3 separate regions of the Zea mays genome follow, and regions 2 and 3 are each linked to region 1. A link is a contact called in public Hi-C data. All regions are on one chromosome and are shown on one strand. Each heading gives the region's core, a stretch centred on a gene start, on an enhancer-like site or on the middle of the called end of the contact. The rest is flanking DNA. Distances are from core to core; before and after follow the strand shown.

Region 1 (2,920 bases), core at 138-2,637:
CACAGGAAGTGCTTCTAGACGTCACTCCTCGTGGAAATGCCTTTGTTTCATGACATATCTATGGGTGGTCGCTCTGCTACAGCTCGCAGTTTTTTGTGTATGCCACAAGCCGCATATATATATATCCATTCTGGTAACGTTGTGGAGTCAGCCGAGCACTGTATGAAGTATGTAGTTTGGTTTGATATATATTGATTGGATTATTACTTGATTCTATGGGGTCTTGGATGCCAGCTGGAATGTGCAAAGTTCGCGCTTGCAAGTTGCAACATCGTTTCTGTTGCTTTTCCGATTTTTCTTGTCCTGCTTATGTTGGCAGACCTACAGGCGTGGAAGAAAGAAGAGAGAGAAAGAACAGGTATAAGTGTATATTTGGGTTGGGTCTGATGGGTTGGTCCAAAGCACGAAAAAAGCAGGTCCAGGTACGGCACGACCTGATATATCGGGCCGAGTTTGAGTCGAGGAGCGACCTATGGGCGGGTACGAGCACGACTCATTTAAAGCAGGCACAAAATGGTCCATATAGAGGCACGAAAAAACTCATATATTCATTTAAACCATACTTCATTCCATATTTTATATACTTGATAAAAAACACCAAGCTAGAGATGATGCTAGTTATATGTTTTTAGCTTTGAATTAGAGTATATGATGTAATTTTACTTTTGTTATGAACATTAGATAATAAACTGAATTTACGAACTCTATATAGAGCTAATTACTCTTTTTTTGTTCTAACAAAATGATTTTTTAACGAGGTAGTCATTGCATAGCTTTGGTAACTTAATACAAATATTAAGTTTGCTTTTGGTCAAATTTATTTATCTTATCTTTTATTTGTTTTATTAATTTGTTTTTAATTTCGGGCCCTAATGTGAATTTTGGGCCAAAAATTGAATTTTGGTTCTTTTACAATTTCGGACCGTCCGAAATGAGTCTGTCACGTTTAAGCAATTACGTCCCAGACCCTGCACTGAGGGCTAGGCCGAGTCGGCCTGACACGAACCAATATTCGCTGAGGGTTAGGCCGAGTCGGCCTGGCACGAACCAAAATTCAAACGGGTCAGATGGCCCGAAATTTACACGGGTTGGTTCTTTCAGGTTTGGGCTGGGTCGGGTCGGACGGTCGGAATGTACAACTATAAGCAAAGGAGATAAGTCCGCCCCCTCCCCACAGCCAGCACTCAACGAGGGATTGCCGTACAATTTTAATTCAGCTGCAGTTTCGGTTTATATAATATTTTGTCTTTATTGATTACAGCTGCGCAGTGGTAACAGAGGTTGCATGTCGCTGTGCTGTGCGATTATTGCACCCGTAGGCCCTACTTGTGTAGTATAGTAATTGTGATGCCGAAGCCTGAAATGAATAGATGGATGGGATGGGATTAGCAGTGCTACTCATCTGAAAACCACATATATGACTCTCATCGGAAGTCTTCACTCGGGGTATACTTCGTCTTCCAGCGGGTCGACCTTGGAGAAACTCGACCAGCTGCACTGATGCGCTTAGATCAAGAGGATTCGAACGTCCCTTCAATCACTGCCGCCTCGACGATGATGCACTGATCGAGGTAGTGAGATTCGGTTCCATCGAGCTCGAGGTCGATGCCTGTTCGTCTCTCCCGTTGATCTCATTTCTACGATTCAGTCCAGCACTATTCATCGTTTCGTCCTAGATCTTTCTTTTACGAGTTGATCCTTGAACGCAGGAGGGCTAGCTCGGGAGTGGAATATCTACTGACCCCCGACTCCGCAAGGCATGTCCAAGCCAGCAGCCTCACCACCCTCTTCTTTGCCTTTGCCCTTGTGTCCATCCAACCAACCAGCCACAGCCACTAGAGAGGTCGAATCCTTACTTTCTTGCAAACAATGGGCCTCCTTCCAATCCACAGAATCATCTTGCTGTGTTTTTGCTCGTCTAGCTTATTACTGCCTCCTCCAGTATCATCGGACAGCCGCATCCTTCCCAACAAGCCGCTGACTGTTGGAAGCACGCTCACCTCCGATGACGGCACTTTTGCCCTGGGCTTCTTCTCCCCGTCCAACCCGGACAAGAAACACTACTACTATGTTGGTATATGGTACGCCAACATTCCCAAGGACAACGTCGTGTGGGTTGCCAACCGTGGAACCCCAATAATCACGGACCCTTCCTCTGCAACACTTGCCCTGACGAACACGTCCGATCTTGTTTTGTCCAGCGCGGACGGCCAGACGCTTTGGATGGCAAACACCAGCGCTGCTGCGTCGTCGGAGCCGGAGACCACCGCCGGAGAAGCCACGCTTGACAACACTGGAAACTTCATCCTCTGGAGTTCACAGGGCGCCGTCTTATGGCAAAGCTTCGATTACCCGGCCGACACTCTTCTGCCTGGCATGAAATTTAGAGTCACCCACCGTAGGCATGCACTGCAACAGCTGGTCTCTTGGAAGGGCCCCCAAGACCCAGCCCCGGGCAGCTTCTCCTACGGCGCAGATCCTGACGAGCTCCTGCAGCGCTTTGTCAGGAATGGCTCGAGACCATACTGGAGAAGTCCGGTGTTGAATAGTTACTTGGTAGCCAGGTCATATATCGGAATTCTCAAGTCCACTATCTACCTCACAATAAGCAAATACGACGACGGTGAGGTCTATATGTCCTTTGGCGTACCCGGTGGCTCCTCATCGTCAACTGCCATGAAGATCAAAATGGACTACTCAGGAAAGATAGAAATCCTAATCTGGAACACCAACATTTTGGAATGGTACGTCCTGGAGGCACAGCCTATGAATGAATGCAGTACATATGGATATTGTGGTCCGTTTGGGTACTGTGATAACACAGAGCTTAATGCGACATGCAAGTGTCTCGACAGTTTCGAGCCAATAAGCAACGAAGGCAGGAGCAATGGAAGTTTTACAGAAGGATGCCGCCGCAAGG
Region 2 (2,920 bases), core at 124-2,623, 230 kb before region 1:
CTGTTTAATTTTTTGCGCTAGTTGTAGTTCTCATACTGCATGATGGTTGTGAGTCAGATTTCTTGTATGTAATAAGAGGTGCGGACCCTCTGTTGAGGTGAAGGTCGTTGATTCTTATTATATATCTAAAAAAAGATCAACACACAACATGCATAGATCCGAATTTGAATTGTGGTTGTTTCTTCCGTCTTTATTTTTACATCATAAACTTCACTAGTAGCTCTTCAGGGGCAACGACAAAATTGGTCCATGCACCGATGTAGACCGCTATACATTGTCAGGTTTAGTTTGAAAGAGATGGTGCCGCGTCCACGATATATAAAAACTCCATGGCCATCACTCTTGCTCCATGGCCATCACTCTTGCTTTTATGATCCAACTGGTTTTCGTGGTAATGCTATGAAGTTGATGCGAATCAATCACCTTAATGTAAAACTGGAAAGCCTATTACTACATACCCATTGGACGAATAATACACATAGAGGTATATTTGTGCGTAACTTCAATTAGTTTAGAGCATGATATAGAACAATATTGAGTTATTCTATGATTCATAAGACAACTATTAGATTCTATAGAGGAGCTACTGTCATCCACCAAAGGATGAATCTAGCTGAAAGTGTCATAAAATTTACCTACATTATCGATGCCACCTATGTTGGCGTATTCCCACGTGCTAGTGGCAGATCTAGGTTTGCTCGTCGTGGCGTTAGCGCATAACGGTCTATCCACAAAAAGGATAATGATTTGTCGGTATCAATCCGACAAAATAAAAGTTTGCTCGTCGTGGCATTAGCACGTAACGGTATGTCCACAAAAGAATAACGATTTGTCGGTATCGATCCGACAAAATACAAGGATGGTGACTTTCTTAAATCAAAATGCAAAGGTAAGTTATTAAAGCACACATTTTGATAAAAATGACAAACAATGGAATACCACCATCTATTACAAGACGAAACAAACAAACATCCACGCCATATATATTGTGCTATTATTAGGATTAAAGCTAGCAGACACTTGGAAATGTAGTCTATTTCTTTCAAATTTCAACGCCCGTAGGAGCGAGCATTTCCATATCTCAACCACGGGTCCACGGCCAAGTTCAAATTTCGACGGGATCGTGCCAAATACTCACCACAGAACACACGAAATGTTCAGGCCCTCGGACACCGCCATGTGGGCCGATTCCACTCAATTGAAAATGGCTCCACGCGTCATGCACTTCGACGGTTCGACGAGCCCCCTCGTCCCTTGTCTCCCGTCACGCGAGCCCCCCCGCACCCCCGGCCGCGCAGCCCACACGCGCAGGCGGCAGGCGCAGTCCGTCACCCTCAACGCGTCCAATGCGGGGTCTGCTGCTGCCGCAATTCATTTTTTCCCTCTTCAGTTCCCGTTTGGTTTCGTCACACCACCCTCCACTGCCTTCCTTCTCGTCGCCCCCTCGTCCACTGCATTAATACTGCCACTCCCCGCCCCCCGTTCCCCTCTCCTCGCACGCTTCCGGAGCTATAAATCTCGGCGCCCCCCGGCTACCGGACCCCGCATTCCCGTGCGCGAGCTCCGGTGATCGCCGGGACCGGCCGGCGGCCATGGGGCAGTGCTACGCGAGGAACGTGCACGGCGTCGACGCCGACGACGGCGGCGTGGGGGCGACCACCATCACGGTCTCGGCGGCGGGAGGGCCGGAGGATGCGGCGTCGGTAGGGGGAGGGGGAGGACGAGGAGGAGGGAGGCGGAGCGCGCGGCCGTCGCCGGCGGGGACGCCGCGCGGGGGCAGGGCCGGGGCCGGGGCGACGCCGGCGCGGTCGTCGGCGGCCGGCAGCCCCTGGGCGCCCGGGCTCCCCGATGGCATCGCGCCGTCGCCGGCGACCTCGGTGTCCACGCCGCGCCGATTCTTCCGCCGCCCGTTCCCGCCGCCGTCCCCGGCCAAGCACATCAAGGCGTCCCTCGCGCGCCGGCTCGGCCACCGGTCGCCGGCCTCCGCGTCGCAGGTGCCCATGCCGCCCGTCGAGGTCCCGATCCAGGAGCACGGGGCGGGAGGCGCCGGGGGTGGCGCTGGGCAGCGGGAGCTTGACAAGAGCTTCGGCTACGACCGCCAGTTCGCCGCCAAGTACGAGCTAGGGAAGGAGGTGGGCCGCGGCCATTTCGGACACACCTGCCTCGTGCGTGCCCGCAAGGGAGACATGAGAGGCCAGGTCCTGGCTGTCAAGGTCATCTCCAAAGCCAAGGTCTTGCTACTCGTGATCTCACACCACTCTTTTACTGAACGCGCGATCTTACCAGTTTCAATGGCCTCGGTTTCTCCAGCGGATCATGAACCAACTATGTGTGTGTTTGGGGGTGTAGAATTGCCGTCCTGTCTTGATCTTTTTAACTCTCGCTTAGTACACCATGGTTTGGTTGTTAGTTTCACAACAATAATCCAGTAACTCTGCATTGCCACTAGCACAGATGTTGCAATCATAAGTTCATCATTTGTTTCTTGGCTGCCTTGCACGGTGATCAGTTTTTTTTTTTTTTTTTTTTTTTTTGCCATGGTATTGGCATTTCCCCGCAGGGTTAGAAGTACATTGTAGAGATCCTGTTTCAGCAATGGCGCATTTAATGCTTTGCCTGTTTATATGATCTGAGTGTTCAGCTGTTCATCCATCTATCCCCTGTTCCTTGCTTTCTTGTTCTTTCTTTAAGCTATTATGGAATAGTAGCTTATGCAGTGTTAGATCAGTAGCTTGGCAGTGACTGAGTTCTTTGTGAGACCTCAGGGAACTCGTCAGTGGAGCTGGACTTCTGCAGCATCTCCATCATATTGTTGTTCACTGCCATGAGTTCTGTAGTCCCTTATGGCCTGTTTGTTTGGGATTATAATCTACTCAGATTATATAATCCAACTTATTTTGAACTAGCACTTAGTTCAAAA
Region 3 (2,920 bases), core at 140-2,639, 220 kb after region 1:
TGGGGGCTTGAGCATCCTGAGAGCTGTCAAATGTGTGATCGAGAAAAGGAGAACATACAGCATTTGCTCACCTCATGTATCTTTGCAAGGACTGTGTGGTACTCTGTCCTAAAGTTGGTTGGGCTGCAGAAGTATGCTCCAGGGTTAAGGGACAACATCTTTACTGAATGATGGTGTCACCATGTCTGGCTACACCGCAGATACCAAAACAATTTCGTAAGGGCTTCAATTCATTGATAGTTTTAGTGGCTTGGTGTATCTGGAAACATAGAAACGCATGTGCGCTTGAGGGATGTGCACCTAGTTTTGATAGCATCATGAGAAATGCGCTTGGTGTACAGTGGGAGCTAAATAGCTCCCTAGTTTATGGTCATGATTCCCCCTCCTTGGTACTGGTCATGTATTAGTGTGTGTGGCAGGTCCTAGTGCGGTGTTTGCCCCTTGAGGGGTTGTATGAGATACGTAGCTCTCCTACGTGTTCGAGAAAAAAAATCTTAGTATGAAGATTGGCAAGTTATTGACATTTTCAGTCGATCTCAAATTTTCTGGAATCTGTAATTGGTTGCTAGGTGATGGCTTTAAGTAGGCATACAATTGAAACGACAAATTAGGACAGATCGCTGAATACACGTTGTTTAACCTGCAGGAGTGGAAGCCTCTCGGCCGCCTCGAACAGCACAAGCACGTCTGATGCCGATGTGTAACACAGCCTCCAGGTGCCATCGAGCGCCGCGAGATCTATCGGCGTTCCCTTCCCCGCACCACGCTCCTCCACGGCCACCTGCACATGACACACAAAAGCAATCAAACCAAGCACAGCGTCACAAACGCCGCCGCGTTGCGTGAGTGCGAATTGTTAGACAGCGGCCGATTAGGCATCGTACGTACGACGGCCTCCTCGATGGCAGCGCGTTGGTCGGGCCCCGCTGCGAATCCGCGCCGCGTTTCCTGAACCGCGCGCAGCAGTTCGTGCTTCCTCCGCTCCGTGTCCGCCTGCGAGGCCAGCGCGTCAGAAGGTGTCGGGTATTCGTAAGGGGGGATGAGCTCGTGGAGTACGTACGGAGGTGGTGGGCGAGGAAGCGAGTGGAGCCGTGGCCGCGGCCGCGGCGGCGGCGGCGGCGGCGGCGGCGGTGGCGAGTCTCTGGCAGAGACGGAGCTCCCGCAGATGGCGTGGTCGGGAGGCACAGGGCGGAGATGGCGCCTGCGATGGCGTGGTCGGGAGGAGGCGGAGGGAAGAAGGGGCTGCGAGCGCCATTGCTCGGCGTTGCTCCTCCGTGCAAGCGGATTAAACTACAGTAGGATTGTAGGAAGCGTGGCGCTGGCGCGCGGCACGGGCACAACCGCGGATCGGTTCAGTTCGCTTTGGCCTTTGCCCCTCGCCTTCCTGGCATCCGTTCGCTTCACACAAACCTAATTATAAGTGCCTGCAATCCCGATGTCATTTCAAGAAAAGCACTGTATTTTGCATTAGAATTATATCCTTCTATATTAATACAAATAAAGCTTTTAGTGAAAAAAAATGTACCAACAATTTCTTCAATGAAATATCCCACTATTCTTACCATTTATTTAGAGTTTCCTAGGCCGATCTCGCACTGGTTCAGCTCATGAAAACTTAGGGGTGTTTGGCACGGCTCAGCTTCAAAAAAAAAACTAGCTTAGCTTTATAAATTTTAGAGTTGAAGAGCTCTGCTTTAAAGTTGTACAGTTTTTAAAAATGATTGGCTTGTAGACGAGCTCCAACTTCACTAAAATGAAATTTTGTTTAAAAAAGTCCCTTAATACCCTTGGATGAGTATGAACTATTTTATATACATGGTGTTATAGTATTATTTGTATTATTTATACACCATATTAATATAGTGAGTACAATCCACATTTTTTATAAATATTCCACACAAATGTCTAGTGTGACCTATTTCTAAAACACCTGATGATTGGTGCTTCTCGATGGCCTACCAAACATTGGCTTCTCGTTAATGTCAGAGTCAGTCTGATGATCTTCCAAGGGTTGATGAACACGGAGATGCAGGACGTGGCGTGAGTCAAGGGAAGTAGGTCACACGGAGATGCACGACATGGGCACGTGGTAAAAGCGTGGGAAAGCCTATGATGAGCGTGGACGTCGCGGCGAGCGCCACGACCGCCCCGTCCGGCATATGGCCGTCTCGCACTCGGACTAGGACATTGCGAATTTGCGATGCAGCAGTAGAGGCCGAGCAGGGTGTGGTCTAGCGTCGAGCTTTGCCCGGAGGCGGGGGGAGGCGGGGCGGCTAGGGCGTCGGGGTCCATCCCAGGCGACGGAAAAAGAACAGGAGATGAGAAACGGGAAGGTGCGCGCCTGATGAGAAATGGGAACGATGCCAGCACACGGGAGAAAAGAACGAAACATTTTGTTTGTGTAATTAATGGCAATGGTGGGTACTTGCTCTCCAACTTCACGAGTTTATTGAAAATTAGTGTTTTGCTCTCCAACTTCACGAGTTTATTGAAAATTAGTGTTTGTGAAGCACCCTATTTGCTATTTCATGAAAAAAAAATGTAAGTTAGTCTCAACTCCACCTTTTTTGCAAAGTTGAGCCGATGAAGTTGTACGTGTTTGGCTAGAGTTTTATAAAGCTGATATATAATTCGTGAAGTGAAGCAGTCACAAACACTCCCTTAATAGTGAATGAAACATGTCATTAGGTGAAGCTAGAATCGTGAACCTTTAATAAGTTATGTTGTTTCTTATTTAGATTAAAAATGATTTTAAAACTATTTAAATTTATATTATAAAGTATAGCTCTATGCTAGAGTTGGAACCCGAAGCAATCTCAAACATACCTCTACTAGCTAAATATGATGATTTTTAACCATTTAACACTCAATTTGACGGGCTTTAAAATTTTAACATCATTTTGTTGGCCTCTAATAAATC

Evidence for each region. A called contact is a pair of places that touch in the nucleus more often than the background predicts.
Region 2: a contact with region 1 is called in a Hi-C map of leaf, with 8 times the contacts expected there. The contact joins the promoter of LOC103626108 here to the promoter of LOC103626112 in region 1. A contact is called at or near these places in 9 of 25 Hi-C or Micro-C datasets (bundle sheath, ear, leaf and 2 more) and 1 of 3 datasets of contacts at active chromatin or transcription factors (leaf).
Region 3: a Hi-C map of ear shows a contact between it and region 1, with 3 times the contacts expected there. The contact joins the promoter of LOC103626116 here to the promoter of LOC103626112 in region 1. A contact is called at or near these places in 4 of 25 Hi-C or Micro-C datasets (bundle sheath, ear, root tip and 1 more).

What each region holds. Positions count from the first base shown.
Region 1 is chr5:23,983,484-23,986,403 of Zm-B73-REFERENCE-NAM-5.0, forward strand. It overlaps LOC103626112 (putative G-type lectin S-receptor-like serine/threonine-protein kinase At1g61610), which reads left to right and starts at 1,388. Exons shown (of 7, transcript XM_020538154.2): 1 at 1,388-2,920. The coding sequence starts at 1,870. It overlaps LOC100280540 (actin-2), which reads left to right. Exons shown (of 5, transcript NM_001153459.2): 5 at 1-211. The coding sequence ends at 18.
Region 2 is chr5:23,752,952-23,755,871 of Zm-B73-REFERENCE-NAM-5.0, forward strand. LOC103626108 (CDPK-related kinase 3) reads left to right here and starts at 1,374. Exons shown (of 11, transcript XM_008646484.3): 1 at 1,374-2,231. The coding sequence starts at 1,593.
Region 3 is chr5:24,205,791-24,208,710 of Zm-B73-REFERENCE-NAM-5.0, forward strand. LOC103626116 (probable plastid-lipid-associated protein 10, chloroplastic) reads right to left here and starts at 1,390. Exons shown (of 8, transcript XM_020538183.2): 1 at 1,061-1,390; 2 at 889-993; 3 at 641-781. The coding sequence starts at 1,255.